Regions from separate parts of the Mus musculus genome. Here region 2 is linked to region 1. Evidence: chromatin contacts called from public HiCAR-type data. All regions are on one chromosome and are shown on one strand. Each heading gives the region's core, a stretch centred on a gene start, on an enhancer-like site or on the middle of the called end of the contact. The rest is flanking DNA. Distances are from core to core; before and after follow the strand shown.

Region 1 (3,366 bases), core at 324-2,823:
TTTAGATCTCAAACCATATTAAATTAGTATGACTGTTTCAAGTAACGATTCAGTGTGTGTGTGTGTGGGGGGGGGGGGTTAGTGCACAGTGATATTAGACTGATCAAATCAGTCTAATTAGTCTTAAAATTCAAACTGTTTACAAAAGAGGAGTGTATTGCTAACTCTTCTGGGAGACAAAATCTAATAACTTAAAAGAACAAGTTTCTAGTCAGTGTTCATGGTTGGGCTGAAAACCAAAAGACAGCAAAATATGAAACTGCCCCTTCACCTCATCTTTGGCATCCTTTAATGTCAGTGTCACTTGCTGTGATTTGTGCTTGGCCAGAGAAGGCACTGTCCTTTCCCCTCAGCCCATCAGGCAAGCACTGACACTCTGGGCACACTATACAATGAAAGTACATCAGTAAGCCCATTTCCCCTTCATTTCTGCATCCTGAGCAGAAGAGATGGACTACTTAAAATTCAAGTGTCAGGAAAGTCCATTGTAAAAGGGAAATATTTTCAAGCGAATTCCGTTTGATCTTTTTTTTTTTTTTCTTTAAATAAGGGGCTCCTTCTGCCTCTCTCCCTTCCTTTCCAGACCTTGGAAACCAATTAGTCTCAGCACAGAGGCTACAGGCCAGGTTGAAACGGCTCCTTTTTAATTTTAGGGGATATAATTTCAGCCAGGACGTCTAGTCAGTTGTCATGTAGTATACAAAGCACAGGTTTCACTCTCGTGCACATACATTGGTGTTCCCTTCGGAGAATGCAGATTTTCTTTTCTTTTCTTCTTTCTTCTTCTTCTTCTTTTTTTTTTTTTTTTTTTTTTTTTTTTTTTGAATCTGACTCCTAGAAAGGAATTAGATCTGGTCGCCGTCCAAATCCTTCGGCTCTGACAGTGGCATAACATCACAGGGCCACCTCATCTTTCAGACAGCCGTGCCAACCAAGTTTTCTAAAAAGCCGTCTGTCCCACCATTTCAGCGGCTTTTCCTATCCTTACCCCGCCCTCCTTTTGCATACAAATCCTAGTGTTCCGCTCCCCTTCCCCGCCAGGTTTCCAAAGTAGCAGAGAAAATTGGAGTAACTTCGATTTATTTATTTATTTATTTATTTGAAGAGCGTGTCTTTGGGAAAGGGAGAATGTGATTCAAAGGGGCGCGGGGGTGTGGGTGCGGAAACAATTAAAGCCTTTGCCTGACTTCACCTTCTTATCCTGAACCTGTCTTAATTCTTGAAGGTGAAAAAACACCAGCTGGGTTGGCCTTTTCTTTCTCAGGAACAACATTACAGAGCCAAAGTGGGGTGTGTGTGCCTCTGGCTCTATGAGAGGGTTTAGGAGAGGGAAGCCTTGATACCCCATAGGAAAGTCTCAGTTCAGCAGTGTGGAGGGACCCTGGGGTCGCCCCTCTTGTGAGATCTTAGTGCCCCAGTCGCTCCTCCTGCCCCTGCAGCGAGTTCTGCGCTTTGGAGCTGTGCCAGGACCTCTGACAGAGCCTGGCAGGTTCATGAGTGGGGGGCGGGGGCTTGGTGTTCTCTTTGCAGAAGACGACCATCTGGGGGGCTCCCTTATTTTCCTGGCGCTCAGTGGCCCGCCCCCATCTCCCCGACCCCTATCATTTTAACGCTGATCACACACGATGGTGAACTTGCAGCTCAGCTTCCTGCCGCCTGCTTGACCCAGGGAGCACCAGCAGCCTGCGGGCCTCGCCCTCCGCTCTCCCTCCTCTCCTGGAAACCCCGCGGCCTCGGGGCGTGGGTGGGGGGTTCGAGTGGGCCGGAACTACGGCAGGGGCGTGCAGGGCGCGGGGTCCCAGCGGGGAGCTCACAGCAAGCGGCGCCTGGGCGGCCCTGCTTCCTGGAGCTGTGCTCCTTTGACCCCAGTGGCAGTCCCTGTCACTGCACCGCTCGCGCTCCCTTCGCTCGCCGCGCCCTCGCTGCCTCTCCTCGCCCCCTCGCTCCTTCTCTTCCCAGATCGAGGCTGCTCCGGTCCTCTCCACCTCCCCACGCAGCGACCCCGCGTCCCGCTCGCACCGCGCCCCTGTGCTGCCCTCCCAGGCCCTGGATCGGCGGCGGGGACCTCCGGGGTCGAAGGTTCTGGCCCGCCCGCGCCCCTCGCCCCTGCCGCCCCCAGCGCTGCTCCAAGCCGGCTCGGGTTGCTTGGCGATGGCTCGCCCGCACACCGGGCGCTGAAGGCATCCCGGGGACCCGGAGCGCAGCCCGGGAAAGGTAATCCGCCCGGGGAAGGGAGGCGGAGGGCGGGGGAGGGGGGAGGAGGCGGCCGGTGCCGGGCGCGAGAGGAAGGGGAAAAAAAAATGCACACACAAAGCGGAGCCCGGGTGAGAGGTGCCTTGTCAGAGGCGCGTGCGAGGGCGCGGGGGCTGCGGAGCGCGGCGGCCCCGCCGACCCTGAGGTTGGCCGACTGAACACTCGAGGACCCGGGGAGAGCAGATTTGTCTCCCCCGAAGCCCCCAACAAGCGAGAGCGAATTTCTTTACGTAGCTGTCCTTCTTCCCACTCCCCATCTCGCCCCCTGTTCTCCCTTCCCCCCAGCCCTCGGCCACGGACCTCTCGGGGTCCCCACCTCCCTGCCCCCTCCTCCGCCGGGTTTCTCAGGAAGGTGGTGGCGGCAGGGGGAGGGGGTTGTCCGCGAAAGCCTGCGGCAAAGCCCCGGGGCAAGGGATGGGGGTGGGGCCCGGGAGTCCGAGATCTGTTTACTAGAAAGTCCCAGGGTCGTGCGCCGCAGCTGCCCCGGCCTAGGCCCGGGTGCATTGTGTTGGCCCGAGCCCTGTGCGCCCGCGGCGGCCCGGGGCCAGGTGCAGTGGCCGGACGGCTCGGTGCAGCTTTGTGCTCCGGCCGCCCGCGCGCGCAGCGCTCCAGCGCGGAGCTCTCCGCCAGCCCCCGCGCCCGGACCTTACTCTCCGGTCTCGGCGATTGCTGCCTGCCGAGCGAGAGGGCTGGGAGGCGGGGTACGGCAGCGTGGAAAAGTAACCGTAGCCGCCCAGTTTCTTTTCTACCTAAGCAGTAGTTGTGTGGATCTCCCCCTTTACCCCCCAACCCTATTTACATTTACATGTGGCAAGATTCTCTTTTAAAATCTTTTGAATTTCGGGCTTTTGCGGCCTAGGAGGTGAAGGGAGCATTTTTTTTTTTTTAACCTAGAGGTTCGAGAGGGCATTGAAATCCCCCAGCAAGAAAAGAGCACGGAAAGATAAGCAGTGGGGTTGATTTATAGCGCACCCCACAACACACCCGGAATTAAGAGTGAATGCGGGTCATGAAAAATGTGTAATTGATTTGTGATGGTAAAGACACTAACAGGTCAGGCTGGGAAAAACACACAACTTTAACTGGAAGGGAAAGACTTCCAAAGAGGGGGCA
Region 2 (3,366 bases), core at 627-3,126, 3.0 Mb after region 1:
GTGACTTGAAATCGTCTGTGAATGAATTGCTTATTACAGTGCTAATCACTGGGCCCTGTCTCAGACATACTAAAGGCCAGCCTTAGAAGAAGGAGCCTCTCTTTTAATCCTCAGACAGGTGATTATGTTAACAAGAGGCTGTGGCACCGTGCTCAATACTGCCCTCTTGTTCTTTTATATTTTTTTCTAAAAAAAAATAAAATAAAATGAATAATAAAGGTCTGTCTGCCCTAGCCTTTACTTATTGGCTGGATTAGAGGGGCAACGTTTAACAAAGCAGCAATCCAGGTAGACACTTGGCAGAGTTTATCATACAGCTAAATGAAAGTAGCCCTCCAGAACCTAGTCATGTAACTGATCTCTCATAGGTTAAAAAAAAAATCAAACAACCAAACAAAAACGGTCCAAAGACCACTCTCTGCTCTAGAGGAAGGGGGCTTAGTGAGCTACCCACCCCTCACCCTAAATCCTGGTTAAGTATATATACATATATATATTGATGTGTTGTTGCTGCCTAGATAATGACAGGCTTGGCTTCTGTGTGCGTGAATTTGCTAGGACTGGAAGTGAAAACATCTACAAAGCATGCAATGCCCTGGAACGGAATTCTTCTAATAAAAGATGTATCATTTTAAATGCGCGGAATTCTGATTCTGGTAATTCGTGCACTAGAGTGTCTATTTCGAGGCAGAGGAGGTATCATATGACAGCTCACGTCAAGGCAGCGTGGAGCCCTCTCGTGGACTCCCACCCACTTTCCCATTCACCGAGGAGAGGACTGCTCTCGCTGCCGCTCCCCCCACCCACCCCCGGCGAGCTAGCATGAAATCTCCCAGCCTCTGCCTAGATCAAATGGAGCTTCTCGCTGAAGGCGTGCGAGTATTACCTCCGCCATGCAATTTCCACTATCAATAATTTAACTTCTTTGCTGCAGAACAGGAGTACATATCGGCCACCAAAGACTCGCCCCCTCCCCCTTTTAACTGAAGAGAAGGGGAAATATATAGTAAGAGTCTAGAACCTTGGGGACCGGTCTTCCCCAGAGCAGCTGCCTTGATGTTTACTTTGACAAGTAGTGACTGAAAAAGGTGGGTTTCTTTTCTTTCTCTTTCCTCACCCCCCCCCCCGCCCCCGTTTGGTCTGCTGGGAAGCATATGGCTTTAGTGAGGTCTGTTATTGCCTAGGCTTCCCGGCTAGAAGCAGTAACTTGGTGTAATGCTATCCGGGGTTATTCATTAATAAAAAATACTGTTATTATCTTGATTGAATTCTATTAGGCACACTCCGGAGAGGTCAGGGCGCAAACTCTGGTTAAGCCGATGTGTTTAAGGTAGCGGAGTAAACCATAACCCCGCACACTCTGTGTAGTTTCATTGTGTGTTCGCTTTTTCTAGCTTTGTGGTGCGGGAAGGTGCGGGAAGGTGTGTCTGGGGCCGGGGCCTGGGGGTGGGGGTGGATGCACGCCCTCTCCCACAGAACTTGGGTGCTGGGATGGAAAAGATGGGGAGAGTTGCAAACCAGGGGAGAAAGATTTGAACGTGTGAGACTCACACTCGCTTCCTCCTACTCTAGAGCACATTGCGGGGAGTAGGGTGCCTAGGAACCGGGATTCGACCACCCCTCCTAGCAAAGGGCACCCTGCGGAGACCGCAGAGGGCAGGCACAGAGCTTTGGGTTTAAGCAGCGAGCTCCGGGGAAATGGAGAGAAGCCAGTGCAAGGCGATCAGGGATACCCCGAGGGCTTCCGAGGGCTTCCGAGGGCTTCCGAGGGCTGAGCCCCCGCAAGGAAAAGGCGCGTCGTCCCCTTTAAGCAGCCACCCCAATGGGTATCGGTGGCGCGGCGGAGCAGGGAGGGGATAGGGGCGGCGCTGTCTGACCAATCGAAGCTCAACCGAAGAGCTAAATAATGTCTGACCCCAGTGCCTGGCTCTGGCTGAGCTCTGGGTGCCCGTCGCTGCTGCCGTGCCGGGGCGCACCCGCTGGCTGGCTGTCGCACGGTTCCCAGTGCGCCCGGGACTCCCGGGCTTGGAGAAGGAAACCGCCTGGGGCGGCGCGCCACCTCCGCCTGGGAGGCTTTGATGAGACCCGGTTCCTTCAACTGCCACCACTGCCTTGGGGCAGACGAGAAAGCGCACGGGGCCCAGGGCAGGGCGCAGGGACCAGAAGCGTGACAACAATGTGACTCCACTGCCGGGGATCCGAGAGCTTTGTGTGGACCCTGAGGTAGGCGACTGCGGGGCGTGGGGCTAAGTGCGAGAGCCAGAGGCGCGTGCGCCCGGGAAAGTTGGCTAGGGGACTGAGAAGTTGTGGGACTGCAGAACTCCGGCTTCACCTTCGTCCCGGGACAGCGGAGGGGCGGGCTTGCTCCTGGGGAGCGTTCTCCCGGGATCCCACGACTCTGAGGGACAGTGCGACCCCAGGAATCCCTTCAGTGTGAGAGAAAAAGCCAAGGGAAGAGGACGACTTGCGCCATGGGAGCTAAGCCTGCGTCCCGGGGATCCCCGAAGTCCTCCCGCAGACGAGGAAGGGTGGTGAGAGAGATATAGAGCGACAGCTGTTGGGGGCTCAGACGGATGGCACCGGGACAGGGCTGGGATGAGAGCCCTTACCACCGGCTTAGGCACTCTCCACGCAAATTTGGACCGGGGTGGTGTGTAGTCCGAGAATGGGTCTTGGCGCCTTCTGTCCTCATCTCTTTTCCTGGGTATCACAACAGGCTGTTCACTGTCACCTGCTCTCTAGGGAGTACTACCAAAGCTTACTTACAGGTCCAAGGTCAACGTTTAACTAGGAAAACTTGGGACCCTTCTTATCGCTGGGGCCTGAAAGGGTCTGCGGAACTCCAGGACAGCCTGTATCCGACCCTCTGTCCATCCTGCGCACCTCCCTTTGGGCATCCTCCTGAGGAAGTGAAAGTTTTGACTTTCATCCGGGAGTAGGTTGGGTGTTTATGGAGGATGAAGAGGCTAGTTTTGATTTCCAGGGATGCTGAAACAGGAAGAGCAATGGATAAGCGACCTAAGCGTAGAAAGAAATAGCTGAAGATGGGGGCTTTGTGCTTGATGACAAGGAAGAAGGGGAAATTGCTGCCGGGGGTGGGGGGGGGGTGGTGTTGTTCCCCCCGGGGCTGCTGAGGGCGGTGAGCCACAGGCTGTGAGTTTGAGTTTGAACTGGTGTTTTAGTGAAAACAATTCGTGAGTTGGGGGTGGAGCCTGGGCTAGGAAACTGGGGATGGGGACTTGGGGATGGGGGGAGCCGGAGGGAGAGAGGGAGGATCCAAGGAGGAGGGAGGGGAGGGCCAGGAGAGCTGAGCTAGGAAGGTAGAGGGTGCCCTCTTCTGGCCACACTGGCAAGAGTAGCTGCTGG

What was found. HiCAR-type assays count read pairs that join an accessible place to other places.
Region 2: a HiCAR-type map of astrocytes shows a contact between it and region 1, with 6 times the contacts expected there. The contact joins the promoter of Bdnf here to the promoter of Mpped2 in region 1. A contact is called at or near these places in 2 of 39 promoter capture datasets (cranial neural crest and hippocampal neurons) and 1 of 115 datasets of contacts at active chromatin or transcription factors (astrocytes).

What each region holds. Positions count from the first base shown.
Region 1 is chr2:106,691,608-106,694,973 of GRCm38.p6, forward strand. Mpped2 (metallophosphoesterase domain containing 2) reads left to right here and starts at 1,574. Exons shown (of 7, transcript NM_001143683.2): 1 at 1,574-2,214.
Region 2 is chr2:109,691,687-109,695,052 of GRCm38.p6, forward strand. It overlaps Bdnf (brain derived neurotrophic factor), which reads left to right and starts at 1,877. Exons shown (of 2, transcript NM_001048142.1): 1 at 1,877-2,223.